Regions from separate parts of the Mus musculus genome. Here all the other regions are linked to region 2. A link is a contact called in public targeted proximity ligation data. All regions are on one chromosome and are shown on one strand. The core of a region is the stretch at or near the end of the contact, and the rest is flanking DNA. Distances in the headings are between cores, read along the strand shown.

Region 1 (3,295 bases), core at 73-2,572, 410 kb before region 2:
ACAAATACAAATACAAATACAAATACAAATACAAAACTTTCTGTATAGATAACAGTAGAAACAAAAGCATAAAATAAACTTATATTTGTCAGTTTATCAAAAACATAGAAACAAAAATATAAAAATAACCGGTATTTACCAATGAAATGGATAATAGGCTCTGTTCTAGGCAGTTCACATGTTCATGTCATCCCATTTTCTACTCAATAGGAAAACAGAAATTACTTTTGTGGCAAAGAGGGAGGAACGGAGGCTTAGAAAGGTTAAACCTTTTTCTTTCAAGGTCACGGGGGCACAGCAGGCCAGATGTGTCTGGTTGCGAAGCTTGTATTCTAGATGATGTATGTGAAAGACTGTGTGCCCAATGAACCTTGCTGAGGATAAGTGCACTCCAGAGAAGCAATCCTTTGCACATGTCAGGGCCTTCGGTTAGGCACTTCTCACCATGATACTGTCCTCTGTGGTGCCCCGCTTTCAGAACTCCTTGTCTTCAAAGGGGTGGTGAAAACATATGACCACTATGTCCAGATGAAAAGTCTTTGGTTGAAACGCACTGTCATAGGAGCTCGACTTCTCCGAGACTCTACTGTTAATATCTTTTTCTGTGCATAGATCCATACGCCCATGTCTCCTTCCTCCATCGAAGCAAAACCACTGAGATCATCCACTCCACCCTGAATCCCACCTGGGACCAAACCATTATATTCGATGAGGTTGAAATCTTTGGGGAACCCCAAACAGTTCTACAGAACCCACCCAACGTTACCATAGAACTTTTTGACAATGACCAAGTGGTAGGTAACAGGACAGTTTATGATGACTTGGGGGCATGACAGTCGTCTGCAGGGCTATTTGACCAGGAGTTTCAGTGTGGGTTTCCTTCTCTAGGGCAAAGATGAATTTTTAGGTCGAAGCATTTGCTCTCCCTTGGTGAAACTGAACTCAGAAACGGACATCACACCTAAGCTTCTCTGGCATCCTGTTATGAATGGAGACAAGGCCTGTGGGGATGTCCTCGTAACAGCAGAGTTGATTCTGAGGAACAAGGTATCGCTTTGTTCTTGCTCATGGATTCCACGAGCTGCTTAGAGCACCTCAGTCATTCCAGGTACTCTCTGCTTTAATGAAAGGGAAGTGTTGACAGCCTGCGTTTGTTCCACAGGATGGCTCCAACCTTCCCATCCTCCCCTCTCAAAGAGCACCAAACTTATACATGGTCCCTCAGGGGATCAGGCCTGTGGTTCAGCTCACTGCCATTGAGGTATGTATTCTCTCTGAGTTTTACTTGACCAAGCCAAAGGGTGTGTCAAGGACCATTAGTGTAGGGCATGCATTGTGCTGCATGCTTTCTTGCTGTCTCTAACTTCCTATAAAATCGGCTCACACCCTCCCCCAATGGAAATAAATAGTCATAGAAAGTAGACATCTTAACAAAGCAATAAGAAGCAGATCTCAGGGATTTCTTTCTTTTGGGGGGAATTCACCAGAGAAAGAGAAGATAACCCAAGAGAAAGTGCCATGTGAACAAGGAGAAGGTCTGCAAAGGAGGCAGGAGGTCGGGGGTGGGGGTGGGGGTGGGGGAAGCAGCCCACAGTGGCGACCAGGGAGATAATTAGGGCAGACCCAGGCTGGTGGAGATAACCTCTTAGCTAGATAGACGGGGTCCTGATAAGGGAAGCATTGTTAGCGCCTCTGTTTTGCTGTGCGTTCGAAAACAGACACAGGGAGCTTCAAACAGCTGCTACCAGTTTGGAATGCTTGCAGGTCATTTACCATGCAAGAGGTTTAGACTTGATCTTCCAGATTGCCCCCACTCCCCACCCCCAGTGGATCACATGAGTCCTGTTTGCAGGTGAGATCTAGAGATGCTGACTGACTCGGCAGCACTTACAGCAGTTCTGACAAAAGGGAAGGGCCAAAACCACTTTCTCTGCATTTCCACAGGCACCTGAAGAGAATATGCACTGGTATTTTAGACGAATGTGCATCGCTCCATCTTAAAGACTGTACTGTGTTCTGTGATTGAGATTGGATTTTTCCATATATGTGTGTGCACGTGTGTATGTGTGTGTGTGCGTGCATGTGACTCTCTGTGTGTATGTGTGTGCTCACATATGTGTGTGAGTGCATCTGTGTGTGTGTAATATGTCAGGTTTACTTCCCTTCTCTTTAACTTGTTTCCCCAGATCCTAGCTTGGGGCTTAAGAAATATGAAAAACTACCAGATGGCTTCTGTCACATCACCCAGCCTGGTGGTGGAATGCGGAGGAGAGAGAGTAGAATCGGTGGTGATCAAAAGCCTTAAGAAGACACCCAACTTCCCAAGTTCTGTTCTCTTCATGAAAGTGGTACAGTATCTAGACTCTGCACGAGCCCACGCAAGTGGGAAAACCCAGCCTTATAGTAAATGTGCCGGAGACTTCTCCCTCCTTAGGTCATCTGTAGTTAGTTACTGAAAGCTCCAAATGGCCCCTCTATGAGCAGAGCTTGTTTCTCCAGAAAGTGTTTGGTCTCTGTTATAGGCTCTTAGTGAACCCCTCAAGGCCAGATTGTTAACTAGTGCGAATGCACGTGGACCAGAACTTTCCACTAGGATCTGGATGTCTAGGAAGGAACAGCTGTGGAGGACTTCCGTGTGGGTGATGTGGCATGGCCCTAATAGTCTGTGTCTGAGTCCATACTATGGAACCTTCTTTGATCCTTTGAAGTTTATTGTCAGAATTGTGAGGTGTCAGATGGGACTCACACACCTCCACCTGTTATAACTAGAGCTTGTGAAAACCACCCAACTTGTCCATTTTGAAAGAAATTCAATTCTTAACTTTCTTGCTTATCCCTGGTTGTCCTGGAACTCATTCTGTAGACCAGGCTGGCCTTAAATTCAGAGATCTGCTTGCCTCTGCCTAGTGAGTGCTAGGATTAACGGCATGTACCCCCACCACCCAGCAAACCTTAATTCTTATAAATAAAAAAATTCATCTTTGCATTGATATGTAAAAGATTACAATAAGGACATATAAAGATGGAAGACTAGAATTTTCCATTTCCTTTCCACAGCTCATTTTCCTTCATATCCCCAACACACTACTCTTGAACATCGGGGCCACATGGTTTAACCTCTCATTTTGCATCTGAGGCAGTTGAGGCCTAGAGAGGAGAAATGGCTTCCCTGGCCTCAGAGCAAGTGTGTACCCTTCTGTGCTTGGGACCATGGTCTAGTTTCATCTGCAACTCCAGCCCAGTGCTACAACTCCTTCCTTCATGTTTGAGGCAATGAAGAGGTTAAGTAATTTGT
Region 2 (3,357 bases), core at 683-3,182:
CGTTTTGTTCCGGTGAGTAGCATTATTCCTTTGTTTTTCTGAAATGAGTACCGTGGATGCTTCTTTAAAGCCCTAGGCCCGAGTTTTTAAAAAATCAGTGACCCATAAAACATGAAGGAAGTATAAAATCCAGACGCAATTACTTCCTACGTTAAGTTCTTTAGTTTTCAAACATAATCATTCATCTTTAAAAAATAAAACTACTTACGTAAGACTTTAGAGTTATAATGGCATATTCCTGTATTCTCAGTATTTCAAGGGCCAAGGCAGGAGGATAACAAGTTCAAAACTAGCCTGGAATATACATTAAGACTTTGTCACAAAATAACTATATGTGGGCTGGTGAGATGGCTCAGTGGGTAAGAGCACCCGACTGCTCTTCCGAAGGTCCGGAGTTCAATTCCCAGCAACCACATGGTGGCTCACAACCATCCGTAACGAGATCTGACTCCCTCTTCTAGAATGTCTGAAGACAGCTACAGTGTACTTACATATAATCAATAAAATAAATCTTTAAAAAAAAAATAACTATATGTATATATGTGTATATGTGTGTGTGTGTGTACATAATATATATACACATCATATATACATATATATAAAATATATACACACACATTTTTGTATATATGTGTATATATACACACATTTTTGTGTATATATATATATATATATATATATATATATATATATATATATAAAACAATTGAAACCTCTACTGTGCTCCAAGTCCTTGAGAAACCCTGACTACACCAGTAGACAAAGATCTCCTTTGTTTCAGCTTGAGCTAGAGGAATGGGGTCCAGTTGCAGTCAATATCAGTGATGCACACACACACACACACACACACACACACACACACACACACACACTAGCTAGAAGGATCCATCTATAAACCCCAGAAGCAGAATTTGAACACAGATCTGCCCATAACTACTGTATTCTGCTTCTCTCCTCTCTTCTTGAAGCCCTCTCCATGCACTGAACACCCACTTGCTAACAGTAATGTCCCCAGCAAGGAGGTCCTCACCTGACTCTCCCTCTCCAAGTCGGTCTCCGCCAAGCTCTGGTTTCCAGCTCTCCCCTGAGTGTCTGCAGGTATTGGTGGATGCAGTTTCTGTTATTCAGAGCAGGCTTCGAAATGTCTACTTTAGTCAATGAATTTCTGTGTGTTCAAGGCTCATCACGCACAGCCCTGACCTCTCCTCAAAGCCATTACAGGTCCCAAATTGTACAGAGAATATTTAGACAAGACTCAGAGGCTGTATCTGGAATACTAAACTAAGAATTTCCTTCCTTCTCTTCTCTTCTCTTCTCTTCTCTTCTCTTCTCTTCTCTTCTCTTCTCTTCTCTTCCCTCTCTCTCTCTCTCTCTTTTCCTTTAGTACAGGGTTTCTCTCTCTCTTTTCCTTTAGTACAGGATCTCTCTCTCTCTCTCTCTCTCTCTCTCTCTCTCTCTCTCTCTCTCTCTTTTCCTTTAGTACAGGGTTTCTCTGTGTAGCGTTGGCTGTCCTGGAACTCATTCTGTAGACCAGGCTGGCCTCGAACTCACAGAGTGCTGGGATTAAGAGTGTGTGCCCTCATGCCCGGCTAAATTTTTTTCATCTCTAGGTGTTTTCACCTTTGTTCTCAGAGCATTTAGAACAGGACTTCACACATGGAAGTCTTTGTGAATGTTTGTTGATATCCTCAATTAATAAAATAAAATCAGTTCAAATGGTGAGTTATCTCTTCCTGCACCATGCTGTTGTCTTTTGGTTGGTTTGTTGACAGAATAACTTATTTAGCTGATTTTATTTTTTTGATAGCTCTCACAATACTTCAAGCTGGTTTTGAATATGATCTTTTTGCTTCAGCCCTATGCATGCTGGGATTGCAGACATGCCTGACCACAATAGGTTTCACTACCCTTTATCTCTTCAAGTTTCCCATTACCCGCTATCATTTTCTCCAGATCTGCAACTGCTCAGAAATGTTGATTCTGCGGACAGCCTATCCTACAGAACTTGTGGGAGTCAGTTTGGTTTGCAGTCCCTGACAGAGTCTGGCCCCTCCCAAGGACAACAATTGGAGAGTAAAACTTAAGAGAATGACTGTTGAGATCCTTTCTGCCTCAAACACACCCCGAAAGAAAGAAAAGTTTCCATTTATTCGGGGCTCTCCAGGGCTGAGGTTCAATAGGTGATCTGTATGTTTCCTTTTCGCTTCTAAACACATGTGTTCTTTTGTTTCTCAGGAAGCAATCATCGTGTAGCCATGGAAATCAATGAGTACGGAGGAAACGTTGCAGGGAAAAATGAAGCCAACGAGCTCAACTCCACAGAAGTTGGTCACATCCTAAAACAATCAGTGTGTGGGCATACAGGGGCTCGCTGAGGAAGTGCGGTATTTTGACAGTAACCTTTGCAGAAAGTGAGCACGTTTCAAAACGCTCAAGTGTTTGTAGAATGTCAGCCAAGCCTGCTGCTCGCTCCTTAGTCTTTCCTCTCAGCAGCCCTGACACCCACCCTCCATGAAATTCCCATTCTATCAAGAAACGTTGGGTTTAAATGGCTTTCCAAAACCAATGTGACACTCTAGTGGATGGCCCCACACCCAGAAGGATAAATTAATAGCACATGATTGAGTTGATGGATTATTAAATTATCAAATAAATAAATATACACACATCTACAAGGACACATATCGAGATGGGAGATTTTGAAGGAGTTAGTAAGAAGCCGAGTGAATATGATCAATATACATTGTAAGAAGCTCTCAAATAGTTAATAAAAACGCATATATTATTTAAGCTAGTGTGAGTGGCAGCATTTGAAGCAACATGATCTTTCCACCAATCAGAAGTCATCTTAAAGGTGAGCCGTGTCCACATGCCCTGACCTGAATTTCACAGAACAAAGATCTTGGAACTATCTCTCCACACCTATAACTAGTCTCTCTTTATAACTAGGCTTACAGTTAATAAATAGCCTTGGAGGTGGAAGTGAAATTTAAGGTTTAAGACTGTGTTTCAGGAGGCAGAGGCAGGAGGATTTCTGAGTTTGAGGCCAGCTTGGTCTACAAAGTGAGTTCCAGGAACAGCCAGGGCTATACAGAGAAACTCTGTATCAAAAAAAAAAAAAAAAAAAAAAAAAGACTGTGTTTCAGGGCTGAGAAATGGCTCATCAGCTAAGAGCATCTACCGCTTGTGTAGAGAGAGAACCCTTAAATTCAATCCTGCAGCTCAGAGTAGCCTCTTATTTCCAGCTCCAGGGGATCCAGTGTCCTCTTCTGGCTTCTGGGAGCACCTGCACTCATGTGCACAACCCTCCACACAAACACTCATGCATACAAACAATTTAAAAAAAAAATAAGTCTA
Region 3 (3,438 bases), core at 132-2,631, 360 kb before region 2:
CCCACATCTGTGGGCTGCTGTTCCACCCTCCCACCTCCAGGTGCATTCAAATGGCTTCCCGCAAGAGCAACCCTGTGTCAAGAGCTCCAAAATGGGGTGCAGATATGAATTTAATAACCGTAACAGCTCAGACTGGAGAGATGGCTCAGTGGTTAAGCACACGTATTATTCTTCCAGAGGACCTGAGTTGCGTTCCCAGCCCCCACATTATCTGACTCATGACCACGTGTGACTCCAGCTGCAGGAACATCTGATATCTCTGGGATCTTGGGCACCAGCAGAGTGCCTAGACCCACACAGAGACGTGTACATGTAATTAAAAATAACAAAGCAACCGTTTAAATAATGGTTACAGCTCACCTGGGCAGTCCTGGGGACACTGATCCATGTAAAAATGAACTTACAAGTAACTAATGGGGTTGCTAAGCACCCCATTAAAAATCTACATCAATCTTCAATTAGAATATATTTCGGAAGAACTAAATGTGGTGGTCTATGCCTTTAACCCAATTCGAGGCAAGGCAGCGGATCTTTGTGAGTTTGAGACCAACCTGGTCTACGTTACAATTTCCAGACCAGACAGGGCTATACAGTGAGACCCTGTCTCAAAATGAAACAAAACAAAAAACAAAGAATATACTCCAGGAACATACTGCATACCTCTCCTGTGGATTTGTACACACACACACACACACACACACACACACACACACACACACACACACACAGTGTTTCCAAACCAAATGTAATACATAATGGGTGCACAGGGGTCAAAAAAAAATCTCTGTAGTCAGAGGTCAAGGATGTTGCCCAATTGTTGAATGTGTGTGTCCTTGACAAGTGTGAAGTCCTAGTTTCACACCGCACCCCGAAACATAAACGAATGATTTAATTTTAAAAATCTGTACCCCCAACACTTTGATCAGTTCTCAGGTCCCTGCCATTGGGGAAGCAGATAGCTGAGACACAATGTGATCCTGGGTACAAATGCACTGCCACACCAGCGGAAGAAGAAAAAGACGCAGCAAGGTAAAGTGTAGCATAAACGGCCAAGAGTTAGGGCAAAGCAGAGAGTTGGGCGTCAGATCTTGGTCTTATTAAACTTTTTTAAACCCAATAAATATATTTATTGATATCGCGATCATTTTTGTTACTTCCGCAGGAGAACAGAAATCAGTTAAGGGTGGCTCTGGAAACACAGCCTAATGCTTTCCAAAGGAAAATATTCCATTGTAGAACGGGCCAGAATCTTGGGAAGACATAGACGTGTATTTCAAATACTGTCCACAAGATGGCAGCAGCATCCTCAGGTTCCCAGTTGGCACAAAAGGCATTCCATTCAGTCTGCATTCCCCGGAACCCCACCCAAGACAGGCATCTCTGGGACATATTTTAAGTGGAAGGTGACCAGCACCACCGCATCTAAAGGATGCCCTTTCTTCTGGAATGCTCTGGAAGTTTACGACTAGACAGACAAAAATGCTCCGGTCTTGAGAAAAAACGGGAAACCACCCATTCATTCAAGTATTCACTCGTGAAGGAACCTGGGATCCTGCTGAATCCTACGCTTCCTGCAGAGAGGTGCAGCAGGTCTCTGTTTCCGTGGCCTCGCAGTCAGTTTACACACAGTCTACCAAACCAGAAGGGTCTTCCATCCAGTTAAAAATCACCGTCCTGCAGACTGCAACTGCTGCGGAGCACAATGAAGGCTAGAACCCTACCCCAGGATGGGATGCCCACAAGGACTCTGCTCTCTAAGCTGCCCAGAACAGTAGAGTTCAAAGGGAGAGAACTCGTGGAGTTAAATCAAGACTGTGGGTTTGCCCACCTGTAAAACGACTTAAGTTCTTCTTTCTTTCTTTCTTTCTTTCTTTCTTTCTTTCTTTCTTTCTTTCTTTCTTTCTCTCTCTCTCTCTCTCTCTCTCTCTCTCTCTCTCTCTCTCTCTCTCTCTCTCCCTCCCTCCCTCCCTCCCTCCCTCCCTCCCTCCCTCCCTCCCTCCCTCCCTCCCTCTCTCTCTCTCTCTCTCTCTCTTTCTTTCTTTCTTTCTTTCTTTCTTTTTTCTATAGCCTGTTTGAAGTTAAAAATCTGGGCCGGCTAATGGAAGTTGCCACCTGGAATGTCTGGGGCAGTAGTGCAAGGTTACATTCCAGGCTCCTAGCAGAAAAATGTCAGCAATTTGCCTTTTGTCAACTGCAAATTAAAGTAATTTCCACGCAGAAGGTTTCTCCTGCTGGCAGTGAGCACCCAAAACACTAGGGCAAGCCGTGACCTGTCTCCCGTCCCCAGGGCCACCACACCTGAAGTTGGATGCACCTTGGAGCTGCAAAGAATGGCTGTCTTCCCTCTGAAATGCCCAACCAGATGGGCGCTAGTGGGGTACAGAGGGAAGTGCATCTTCTCAGTCCCTCTTAGTCCCTAGACGTTCTCGTAGAGTTGGGGAGGGCACTCAAAGGCTCTATAGAGAGGTGAGTCTGTGTACACTGTCATACCTGGCCTGTGATGAAAGTGTTGGACAGACTGGTGCTGATGTAGACACAGCATCTTTGGTGAAAGAGACACTACAGTCAGCATAGATGAGGGATCTTTGGAGCAAAAGAAAAGAGTGGGGTTCGAACCTCATTTGTCAACCTCCTGGCTTCCCCTGGGCCCCATACAGGCACCAATTACAGAGGTGAATAGTGAAACTTGTCCTCACACAGACTTAACTCTGAGCTTAGAGGCTGGAAACCACATTGGCTCTGCGATTGCCATGCTCCAGGGAGGGAAGCCAGTCCCTAGTGTTCAGATGAACTGCAAATGAATGGTCAGTGTCTTCACAGGCAGCCAGCATGCTTAGCTGGCCAATCACCTCCCTAAAAATTCTAACGCACACATACATGCACACATGCACTCATGCATGCACGCATGCACACACCATTCTGTGCCCAATGCCAGCCTGACTGGGGACCTCTAAGGTTCTGGAATCAATCCTGCACTTCTGCACACAGGTCGCTTTGATCAGAGTCCCACACTTCACGACCAGCACTGGGACTCCATCATCTGTCTTAACCTGTGACCTGTCTGAGTCTCCTTTTCCTAGTCTATCAGGTCAGATGACCTGAGATGTCTTTCAGCTGAGACACCTCTCAGAGCTACAGTTCATGATCCATGTACTTCACACTGGAGTGGAGGGTAGGGGTGGGGTTCAGGTTTTTACAATCTTTGCCCCTCCCCTTTTCCCATGCACACAGTGAGAGCTTTGTAGATAAGGAGAACAAGATTTAGAGATAAGAATCCAGGATTTCTCCAGGGGCTCACAAATTGAAAGCCATCCGTAGAAACCAAGCGGAACGGCACTTTTGAGCCTTTCAGGGTTAATGAACAAAATACTCAAAATTGAGCAGCTTATAAGCAACAGAAATTTGTATCTCACAGTTCTGGGAGCTGGGAAATCCCAA

Evidence for each region.
Region 1: a contact with region 2 is called in a targeted proximity ligation map of extraembryonic endoderm stem cells. A contact is called at or near these places in 12 of 39 promoter capture datasets (the 3T3-L1 cell line, 3T3-L1-derived adipocytes, HPC-7-derived erythroid cells and 7 more), 12 of 484 Hi-C or Micro-C datasets (the HL-1 cell line, cardiomyocytes, cerebral cortex and 7 more) and 3 of 130 datasets of targeted methods (the NIH/3T3 cell line, extraembryonic endoderm stem cells and trophoblast stem cells).
Region 3: a contact with region 2 is called in a targeted proximity ligation map of extraembryonic endoderm stem cells. A contact is called at or near these places in 5 of 39 promoter capture datasets (the 3T3-L1 cell line, frontonasal cranial neural crest, hippocampal neurons and 1 more), 5 of 484 Hi-C or Micro-C datasets (CD4 T cells, brown adipocytes, cardiomyocytes and 2 more), 8 of 130 datasets of targeted methods (the NIH/3T3 cell line, embryonic basal ganglia, embryonic forebrain and 5 more) and 1 of 9 other capture datasets (embryonic stem cells).

What each region holds. Positions count from the first base shown.
Region 1 is chr19:37,933,813-37,937,107 of GRCm38.p6, reverse strand. Myof (myoferlin) reads left to right here. Exons shown (of 54, transcript NM_001302140.1): 33 at 613-794; 34 at 889-1,047; 35 at 1,163-1,261; 36 at 2,187-2,348. Among named protein-coding and RNA genes, the nearest start is that of Gm52397, 51 kb to the left of the region's middle.
Region 2 is chr19:37,522,471-37,525,827 of GRCm38.p6, reverse strand. No RefSeq gene overlaps it. Among named protein-coding and RNA genes, the nearest start is that of Gm41842, 22 kb to the left of the region's middle.
Region 3 is chr19:37,884,849-37,888,286 of GRCm38.p6, reverse strand. No RefSeq gene overlaps it. Among named protein-coding and RNA genes, the nearest start is that of Gm52397, 100 kb to the left of the region's middle.